2 separate regions of the Cricetulus griseus genome follow, and region 1 is linked to region 2. Evidence: chromatin contacts called from public Hi-C data. All regions are on one chromosome and are shown on one strand. Each heading gives the region's core, a stretch centred on a gene start, on an enhancer-like site or on the middle of the called end of the contact. The rest is flanking DNA. Distances are from core to core; before and after follow the strand shown.

Region 1 (4,409 bases), core at 1,718-4,217, 140 kb before region 2:
AATCTCACTCTAGAGTGCTACATTTGTTACAGTTGATGAAGCAACACGTCCTTATCAGCCAAAGTCCACACTTAATGTTAGCATTCTCTCTTGCTGTACTTTTGGCCTAATGTAAGTACATGCCATGTTTCATCACAGCATCATACAGAGTAATTGGCAATCACTGGTATCTTTTGTTTTTACTTTGCCATTCTTAGAGTATCAGTGTTGAAATCTTGCGGTGTGTTGACTTTTTAGATCGGCGACTTTGAGGCATTTCATCAAAGGTAATATTTTCCTTGGACTGGAGGGATGGCTCAACAGCTAACAGCACTGGCTGCTCTTCCAAAGGACCTGAGTGGCACCTACTTGGCTGTTCACACCATCTGTAACTTCAGTTCTGGGGGACCAGATGGGGGACCAGACGCCCTCTTCTGTCCTCCATGGGCACAGCATGCATTTCCTACAGGGGTCCTTTGAAAGAATAGCAAGTGCTCTTAACAGCTGAACCTGGGGCTATTGTTTGACAGCCAGATTTGAATAGACTAAATTTAACCAAGATGAAGTGCAACATAGTTCATCTTTATTAGGTTATACCAAATTACACCAATTTTCTTTGGCCCTCTGTGCTGCCCACTGTAGCATATGGAATATTTTACTGTAAGGGTCCAGGAAAGATTTGGAAAAATGAAATATGCAACAAAATGCACAAATTGAGCAATTCATGCTATTGACCAAGTCCAAGGGAGTACTGATAACAAGCAGTATTGTTTTGTATACCACTAACACATACACTTTATTTTTTAATGATTTATTTTTATTTTGTGTGCATTAATGTTTTGCCTGCATGTATGTCTGTGAGAGGGTGCCAGATCCCTGGAACTGGAGTTAGACAGTTGTGAGCTGCCATGTGGGAATTAAACCGGGCTCCTCTGGAAGAGGACCATTTCTGAGCCATCTCTCCAGCCCCCATAACAAGCACATTTTAAGAAAAAGAAAGCTGGCCTATTATTTTATTTGTACGATGCCACTGAGTATGAGATGCATTTCCATTTTGGAATCGTAAAAATGCTTCAAGAATTCTTCAAAATTGGGTCTTAGAATTGATTAATCACAATCGTGGCATTTAAAAGCATGTGCTACTATTTCCATGTGTGGATTCCATCCTGCTATAACTATCAACAAGTAACTCTCAACAATTCGAAATTAATTTTTAAGTATGATTCTTTCTTGCTGATTTTACACCAGCAGAACCGCGACATTGCAAACCCTAAATTCTTGTAATTGTAGGTTTTTTGTTTTTGTTTTGGTTTGGTTTGGTTTTTGGTTTTTCTGGGGGGGGGGCGGTTGGTTTGTTTTTCGAGACAGGGTTCCTCTGTATTGCTTTGGAGCCTGTTCTAGCACTCACTCTGTAGAACTCACAGAGATCCACCTGCCTCCACCTCCCGAATGCTGGGATTAAATGTGTGTGCCACCAACGCCCAGCTAATTGTAGTTTATGTATCATGTAAATCATTGATTGAGGCTGCCCAATTATTTTATTTTATTTGGATTTTTCAAGACAGAGTTTTTCTGTGTAACTTTGTAGACCAGGCTGGCCTCGAACTCACATAAGTCTCTTTGCTTCTAGCTCCTAAATGGTGGGATTAAAGGCGTGCACACCAGTGAGGAGTTGAGGCTGCCCAATTATTAACTACCATCAATAGAGGGAGGTCAATGGAGGGAGAACAATCTTAAATAATATAAATGTATCCAGGCTGAAGAAACAAATGGAAACATTACTACCAGCCTCTCCCAGGACTGATTTAAAATTAGGATACTGTTTTGTTTTTCCACTACAGGGATTCACTGAATCTGCCCAGCCTGGCCTGGAACATGTATGTTCAAGTGCAGGTAATCCTCCTGCCTCAGTCCCAGAAGTAACTGGGCTACATACAGGCTTCCCACACAGTGCCAAGCCTTATTTCCCCCATTTCAGCATCGTGTACACGTGTAATTAAACGTTTAAGTCCTAGCAACATTTTAACAGCCTTAAAAAATGTAACGTAATTTAACCCAGTATATCCAAAATCTATTCTTCCCTCAAATAACACGAGATTTATGAATGAGATGGTTTGTCGGCTTCCGCGCCGTACTGGCAATAGTAACAGCCCAGCCCTGCTTGAACTGGCTACATTTCCCTAACTCTCTTGGTTACATCTTCGCCAAGTTACATTCAGCTGCCCTAGTGGACGCACAATCTTGGGCGATTCCAGCCAGCATCAAGGGATTCTTCCAGTTCTGAGCCTGGGGAATTCCTGAAATAACACAGTCTCTTCTTGGCTCCTCCGGATTTGGCCAAGAGAAAGTGTAGAGGCGGCGCGTGCTGCTTAGAGACGGTGCGGGGAGCACACGGAGATTGAACCCGCGAGCGCGGGCGCGGGCACGGGCGCGGGTGGCAGCAGCGGTTGGTGACTGCCGGGCGGCGAGCACGCGGGGGCAGCTCCGCCCGTGGGCGCGCGGGCGGGCACCAAGGCGCGAGGGCGCCGCCCCGGGGGGCGGGCAGCGGGCTTCGGAGGGCGGGGCGGGGCGGACCGCACAGTGCCGGGACTCGGGCGCCGGCAGCGGGTTCGGATCAGAAGGCGAAGCAGCAGCAAGCGAGCGGGTCGGCGGCTGCGGCGGCGGCAGTCGGGAGGGTCTGGACCACAGGAGCCCGAGCGCGCGGCAACGGCCGCCTAGAGCGCGCAGCGAGATTAGCGCTGCGCCCGCAGCCCCCCAGCGCGCGCACGTTGAGGAGCGCGCGGTGCCGAGCGCGCGCTCAGCGGCCAGGGGCGCGCAGGCCCTGCCCGCCCCTTCCGTCCGCACGCCCCCGCCGCCCCGCCGGCCCTTCCTCTCCCACCTTCCACTCGCGGCCCGCGCCCCGCACCCGGCAGCCCCCGCGTCCTCCTCCCGCGGCAGCGCTGTCCGCGGCGGCCGGAGCGGGCCGGGCCGGGCCAGCGGGCCGGGGGATGGCGCTGCTGGACCTGGCCCAGGAGGGAATGGCCTTGTTCGGCTTCGTGCTCTTCGTGGTGCTGTGGCTGATGCATTTCATGTCCATCATCTACACGTGAGTTGGAGGGTCGGGGCCTGGGGACCAGCGAAGCTGGCAGGCGTGTGCGCCGTGGAGGGTAGCGGGTTCCGGGGGTAGAGAAAGCTGATCCTCAAACCGTCCCCCGCCTTGGTCTCCTTGGGGCGGTGCGGCGCGGGGTCCTGGAGAGGGAATAGCGCTGGTGTCGCGACAGGGCTTCTGGGTTGCAGGCGACTGCAGAGCCCTAGGGAAGGAGCCTGCTTCTGTGTCTGGTGGAGGGTTTCCTGCTTGGTCTGATTGTGTAGGGGATTCGTGTGATCTTTTTTTACATCAGGGCCAAGATGTATGGTGTATTGTGGGGTTTCCCCCTCCCTCCGCGCGGGCCACGTCTCTTATGGTGATGGTCCTTAGCACTCTTCCGGGAGCTGCTCACCACCACCCTGAGACGTCCCTGTGGGTTTTCTCCTTCCTGGAAGAGCTGTATGCTTACATAGGTGTGGAGCACCTGCCCGCCTGGAAAAACGTCTCGGAGCCAGTCTGTGTACAGCTTTCAGTCCTATCAGAGTGGCATTTCAGTATGACTTACTTTCTCTCTCTCTCTCTCTCTCTCTCTCTCTCTCTCTCTCTCTCTCTCTCTCTCTCTCTCTCTCTCCTGTCTCTCTTTTCTCTCTTCTCTCGTCTTTCTTACTTAATTCTTTATTTATTGGCTTGTTTAGAGTTGTATTCTTCCTGCCCTCCAAATAGAAATTTTCATTTGACAGGTAGCTCCCAAGGCCTACTAGATACCACCTAGTATTGGACTAAGGACACAGAGATGACAGCAGAGCAAAACTCCTGCCCTCGAGAAGCTTACCTTCTAGAAGGATGAAACATGATAAAAAAAAAAAAATCCAAAAAAAGGTTATGTCCTATAAAGCAGAACAGGGTGAATAAAACAGAACAGGGTGAAGGAGTGGAGAGACATGATATCAGTGATCCTTCAATGAAATATCTTTAAAATGAAGTCTATGTAAATAAATGAAATAAATGTGTAGAGATGAACTCACTTGGCGGTTTATCCTGGGTCGGGGGAGTAGGAATAGGGTAGAATAGGATGTTACTTTTAGATGCATTTACCCCAATAGAAATGATATGCCTTTCTCTGTTCGGTGTGCCATTTCCTGATACCGAGTAAGATGACACTTGTACAAGATAAGCTGACACTTTTTTGTTTTGTTTTGTTTTTTTTGAAAGTGAAAGAAAACATACCTCGGGCAGTATGACATTGCTGACTTTTATAATTTTTAAGCTGTATTTATTGTAACCACACAGGCTCTTAAAAAATAGTTACTATATAAGAAATTTAGACAGTACAGAAAGGAATAAAGAAGACAGTTATAACATA
Region 2 (4,995 bases), core at 700-3,199:
ACTGTAACAACAGTACCCACCTTCCAGGGTTACTGTGAGAAATAATGATTTGCCACACAGCACCAGCCACCTAGCATTCAATCAACAAATGTCCGCTACTGTTAACTATTGTTACCATTATTCTATAACTGGGAAGGAGAAAAAAAGTGGCTAATTAGTATAAAGTGATTTTGATCACTAAAGCTTATTCTATATTACCAACAAAAAATTCAGTAAATACTTAAATTGAAATATAAAATAACTGAAAAATGTTGTTATTTATATACTATTAAAGTGGGTGAGAATTGTTTGATATATTTATTTTAAATATAATTATTTAAAATTATTTAATTTTAATTAAATAATATTTATCATTTAATTATTTAATAAATTATTTAACTATATTTAAATTGGGAGCCTTATAAACTTAACTACATTCAAAAGCATGTATTTTATATACACGAAACTGCCATTAGTAGGGCTAAAAAGCTCCATTTGCACTATTAGTGAAGTTTTAGGTTTGTAAGAGAAAATGCTGCCTTTAATCCCAGCACTTGAGAGGCAGAGGCAGGCAGAGCTATAAGTTCAAGGCCAGCCTGGTCTATAAATCGAGTTCCAGGACAGCCAGGACTACACAGAGAAATCCTGTCTCAAAACAAAACAAAAACAAACAAAGGTGTAAGTATGAGAAAGAGAGATGGGGGAGGGAGTGAGCATTCAGCATTGGAGATGGGGTGGGGGTGAGGGCTGGCACTTTCACTGAGTACGCCATGCAGCTAACCCTTCCTCCTCTCTAGTTCTCGTTATCAGTATTTTCACTATGTGCTTCCTGCACATTTTAATCTTTGATAAATAAAAACATGTACTGGAGTTCACGCTGTGTGGGTTCTGGATTTGCTATTTGTTCATCAGGAGTTACTAGTGAGGCGACGTCAGCTTTGCATCGTTATCCCGCCCATTTCTAGGCCCATATACAGCCTGCCCAAACCAATGTGTCCACAGGGGTGTTGTTAACTGTTAACAGAAGTCAAAACACACAGTTTTCCACCCTACTTCCTTGGCCAGGGAGTGAGTCTGTGGAAGAAGGAAAGGAGAGACACCTAAGTGATCTCATGCTCTGTGCTGACTCACTAGAATCACTGTCACTGTTGCTATCAGAGAGCCAAGCCATCACCTGAAGATCTGGCCTGCCCTTGACCTCAAGCTATCTTCAGGAACACTTTTGGTGGCGCCTCCTTTGTACAAAGTCCTTGTCCACTCCCCAGCCCTAGACTTCTCTTCCAGATCTCACAAAGGTCATCTGCACTTGGTTATCTGTCTTATTTGAAAATTGTGTGAAACTGCTCTGATGGGGTTCTTATAGGTAGAAAGACCTTACCCCCTCACAATCCAAAAGGACAGAGGCAGAGCAGGAGCTGAGGAACCCAGCTTCCCTGACCATCCACCTGCAGTGTCTGCCTCAGCAGTGGGTCCAGCTATTCCTCGCTATAGACATTATTATTGAAAAATGGTCTCTGGGCCTGGTGAGGTGGATGACGTGAGTGAGTAAGAGCCCAGCAGCTCACCGTCAGCTGTACCTCAGCTCCAGGGAACATGACACTCTCATCTCACCTCTGAGGGTACCACACTCAAACGGCACACACTCACAGACACAGATACATGCATAAATTTGATTTATTTGCATAGCATAATTTGGACTTGGGCTCCCAGCATGATTCAAGTTCTTGGTGACAGGTTTTTTCAGTTCACTCTGTATACAAACTCTCAGTCTAAGCACACTCAGGGGGTGTAGCCACATGGCTTCTTCCTCTGAGAATGCCTTACTAATAAAATTTACAAGTGGCCAATTTGAATTATAGTATTTTTATGGTCTTGCCATTCTCTGGCTCCCCTCCCTTCCACAGTCTCATGCTGTGGGACCTTTTATTTCCCTTCTGAATCATCTGTAGACTATTCTCTTGGAAACTCAGCTGAGTGAGTCATGTGCTGTGTTAGTCATTCTGAGAGAAAGTAAATAGCTTTGAACCGTAACCCTCTTCTCCACAGAGGCTCTCTGCTCAGCGAGTAAACAGTAAACGGCCTCTCTTTAATCCTTCACTGAGAGACCACAGGTGCTGAAGAGGAAGTTAGACCCTGGGACAACCTTGACGACTTCCTCTGGGTGTGGACATGTTGTTTTCAGAACTGTACACAGGTATATGGTCATTTCCTGAAAGCAACTGTTGCCATCAAATAGTACAAATAAATTGGCACCATGACTCAGGTTGGCTTGGGTCATACATGTGCAGAGAGCAGTTGGTGCTTCACTTTGAACATGGGAGAACAAGAGTGAGGATTCAGTGTTTGACCTATCTTTGTTATTCTCCAGTCTTCCTATTTGAGCTCCCTGCAGTGGGGGTGGGGGGGTTTAGAAAAGGGGAGCAAAGCGGGAAATAAATTCACAGGTAATTAATGTTTGATAAAGCAGCAACAATACTGCATTCGTCCAATGATTCGCTCACAGCTGTTCTGTGGTTCCGGGTTCAGATACACTCTGACAGGTTCTCAACTCAGCACCTTTACAGCGCTGGTCTCCGTGTGCTGAAAGCCCTGCCTTTCCTTCTGGAGGCTCTGGGGAAGAATCTGCTCTCAAGTTCATTCTCACTGTCAGCTAAATTCAGCCCCTTGAAGCTACAGAACTATCTATGGTCCTTGTTTTCTTATGATCTGTCAGCAAAGGCTCTTTTCTCCTCCCTTGCCATGTGGCTTTTCAACATTAGCAGGAAACTAACTCCTGGTGTCAAACCCGTCTCAGTCTTAGGCTTTTCCTAGTCCCTGACCTGTAGACCCAGGTTCAAGGGCTTGTGTGATAGGTTAGGACTATTGGAATACTCACTTTGCTGAAGACTCAACCTCAAAATGCCTCCCCATAGCATCACTTAGAATAGCCTTTGAATGAATCACCAGGGTCCATCAATGTGAGAGACTACCTTATAATTCTACTCACCACAACTCTGGGGGTGTTTTAGTGTGTGTGTGTGTGTGTGTGTGTGTGTGTGTGTGTGTGTGAGAGAGAGAGAGAGAGAGAGAGAGAGAGAGAGAGAGAGAGAGAGAGAGAGAGAAATCCCCAATATCCCTAGGGGATTTATTCCAGAAAATCCTCCCCTAAGATATCAGAATTTTTTAATATTAAAGCCTCCCATGAAGTGTGTTTGAACATAACCTGTCTACAGCTTATTTTGTACTTTTTATTTGTCTCTGGATTACTTAGAATGGTGAGAACAATGCAAATGCTATGCACATAGCATATTGTTTTAGGAATAATGAGAAGGGAAAAGGCCAGCCTATTTTCAGCACAGCTGCTGTTGTTTTCTGGAATATTTCATCTGCAGCTGATGGACTCCACAGATGCGGAGACAGCTGGCTGACTGTACACCTGCATACTCACCGTAAACTTGTATCTTGCTATTTTTCTCTGTTTATTTAATTTGACAAATATTAACTAAGTGCTTCATTCTTCATAAAAAAAAAACTGATGGCTGCCTACCTGCTGGGTTCAAGGCACTGTGACTATCTAATGTATGCCAGGCAATGATCCAGTTTTTGTTTGTTTGTTTGTTTGTTTCAATATTCTCTACAAGTGTTTGAAACCTCAAAGAAAAAGATAATTGCCAGCTGCTTTTCAGTGTGGGAGAACCGCTAAAGGAAAAGAGAGAGGAAGGTGTGGCCCTAAGGAGTTCTGAAGAGCTTCGGGAAGAGGGTTTGGTTTTCATCTTGAGCAGATGGACGGCAACAAGCAGCAAGTCACATATAGCTAACAGGGTATTAGGGTGGGAGTCATCAAGTCATTGTGTGAGCAAGGTCCTTATATAAAAAGACGGAGAATAGCTAGGACACCCATCTGAATGGAGCATGAATGGAGCAGAATGACAGAAGTAGTCATCAGAAAGTGTGTTGTTGTCAAACCAAGGCTGGAAGGCAATGGAAGAGCCTGGAGAAGCCACCAAAGGAAATACAAAAATGAGTAATATACTTCAGAAGTGAGTCAGGTGGCAGCAGGCAGGCTGGGAGAGAAAGGGGAAACCTGAACTCCTGTAACGGGAGATGCACAAGGAGGCTTTGCCATCTGTCTGTGCAACAGGGATGAAAGTGTGAGCTCTGCATGGACAGAAATGAAAGCGGGTGCAACATGCAGTCTGGAAGAGAACTGAGGAGTCACCAACGACATGGGTTTCATTCCTGTGCCTGGAGAATGCTCCCTGATTATAGCTTGCCATCATCTCAGTGACTCAAGAAATTGCAGACTCCCAGGACTTTGTGGCTGGACGGAATCTCAGCCCAGGCAGAGGCAACTGAGACTAGCCAAGTTAAACACCATTTCAAAGACACTGTCTGAGCAGGAGCTTGACTGGGGCAAGGAAGCCCAGGCCTCTGCATTGACATCGAATGCAGTCCCCTGACTATAAAGCTTTCTTAATGGTGGCACTGCAAAATATAAATACAAAACTCAGCACTGGGCAAAGGCCAGAATAGGGCCGAGGCTGTGCATCAAGGACCTGGAATGACTTGGGGACAGACCTGGATCACACTTCTCTCCAAATGGGAACTGTCCTAGTTAGAGTTTCTACTGCTGTGATGAAACACTGTGACCAAAAAGCAAGTTGGGGAGGAAAGGATTTATTTGACTTCCACTTCCACATTGTAGTCCATCATTGAAGAAAGCCAGGCCAGAAACTCAAACAGAGCAGGAACCTGGAGGCAGGAGCCATGGAGGAGGCTGCTTACTGGCTTGCTCCCCTCTTTGCCTGCTTTCTTATAGAACCCAGGACCACCAGCCCAGGGGTGGCTCTATCCACAATGGGCTGGGCCCTGCCTCATCAATCACTAATTATGGAAATGTTCTACAGGCTTGGCTACAGCCTGATCTTACTGTGACGTTTCTCAGTTGAGGCTCCCTCCTCTCCAGTGACTGCAGCTTGTGTCAAGTTGACATAAAATTAGCCAGCATAGGAGTCTTCACTTTTTATTTATTCATCA

The links. A called contact is a pair of places that touch in the nucleus more often than the background predicts.
Region 1: a contact with region 2 is called in a Hi-C map of the CHO-K1 cell line, with 4 times the contacts expected there. The contact joins the promoter of Ugcg here to the enhancer-like site in region 2. A contact is called at or near these places in 2 of 8 Hi-C or Micro-C datasets (both in the CHO-K1 cell line).

Annotation. Positions count from the first base shown.
Region 1 is chr2:84,638,431-84,642,839 of CriGri-PICRH-1.0, reverse strand. It overlaps Ugcg (UDP-glucose ceramide glucosyltransferase), which reads left to right and starts at 2,967. Exons shown (of 9, transcript NM_001246692.1): 1 at 2,967-3,064. The coding sequence starts at 2,967.
Region 2 is chr2:84,500,090-84,505,084 of CriGri-PICRH-1.0, reverse strand. All of the region lies in intron 17 of Susd1 (sushi domain-containing protein 1), which reads right to left. Among named protein-coding and RNA genes, the nearest start is that of Susd1, 120 kb to the right of the region's middle. Within about 2 kb of position 1,949, at least 6 of the 6 cell types and tissues checked have open chromatin away from gene starts, as enhancers often do. A contact at or near this core is called in the CHO-K1 cell line, where this site is marked.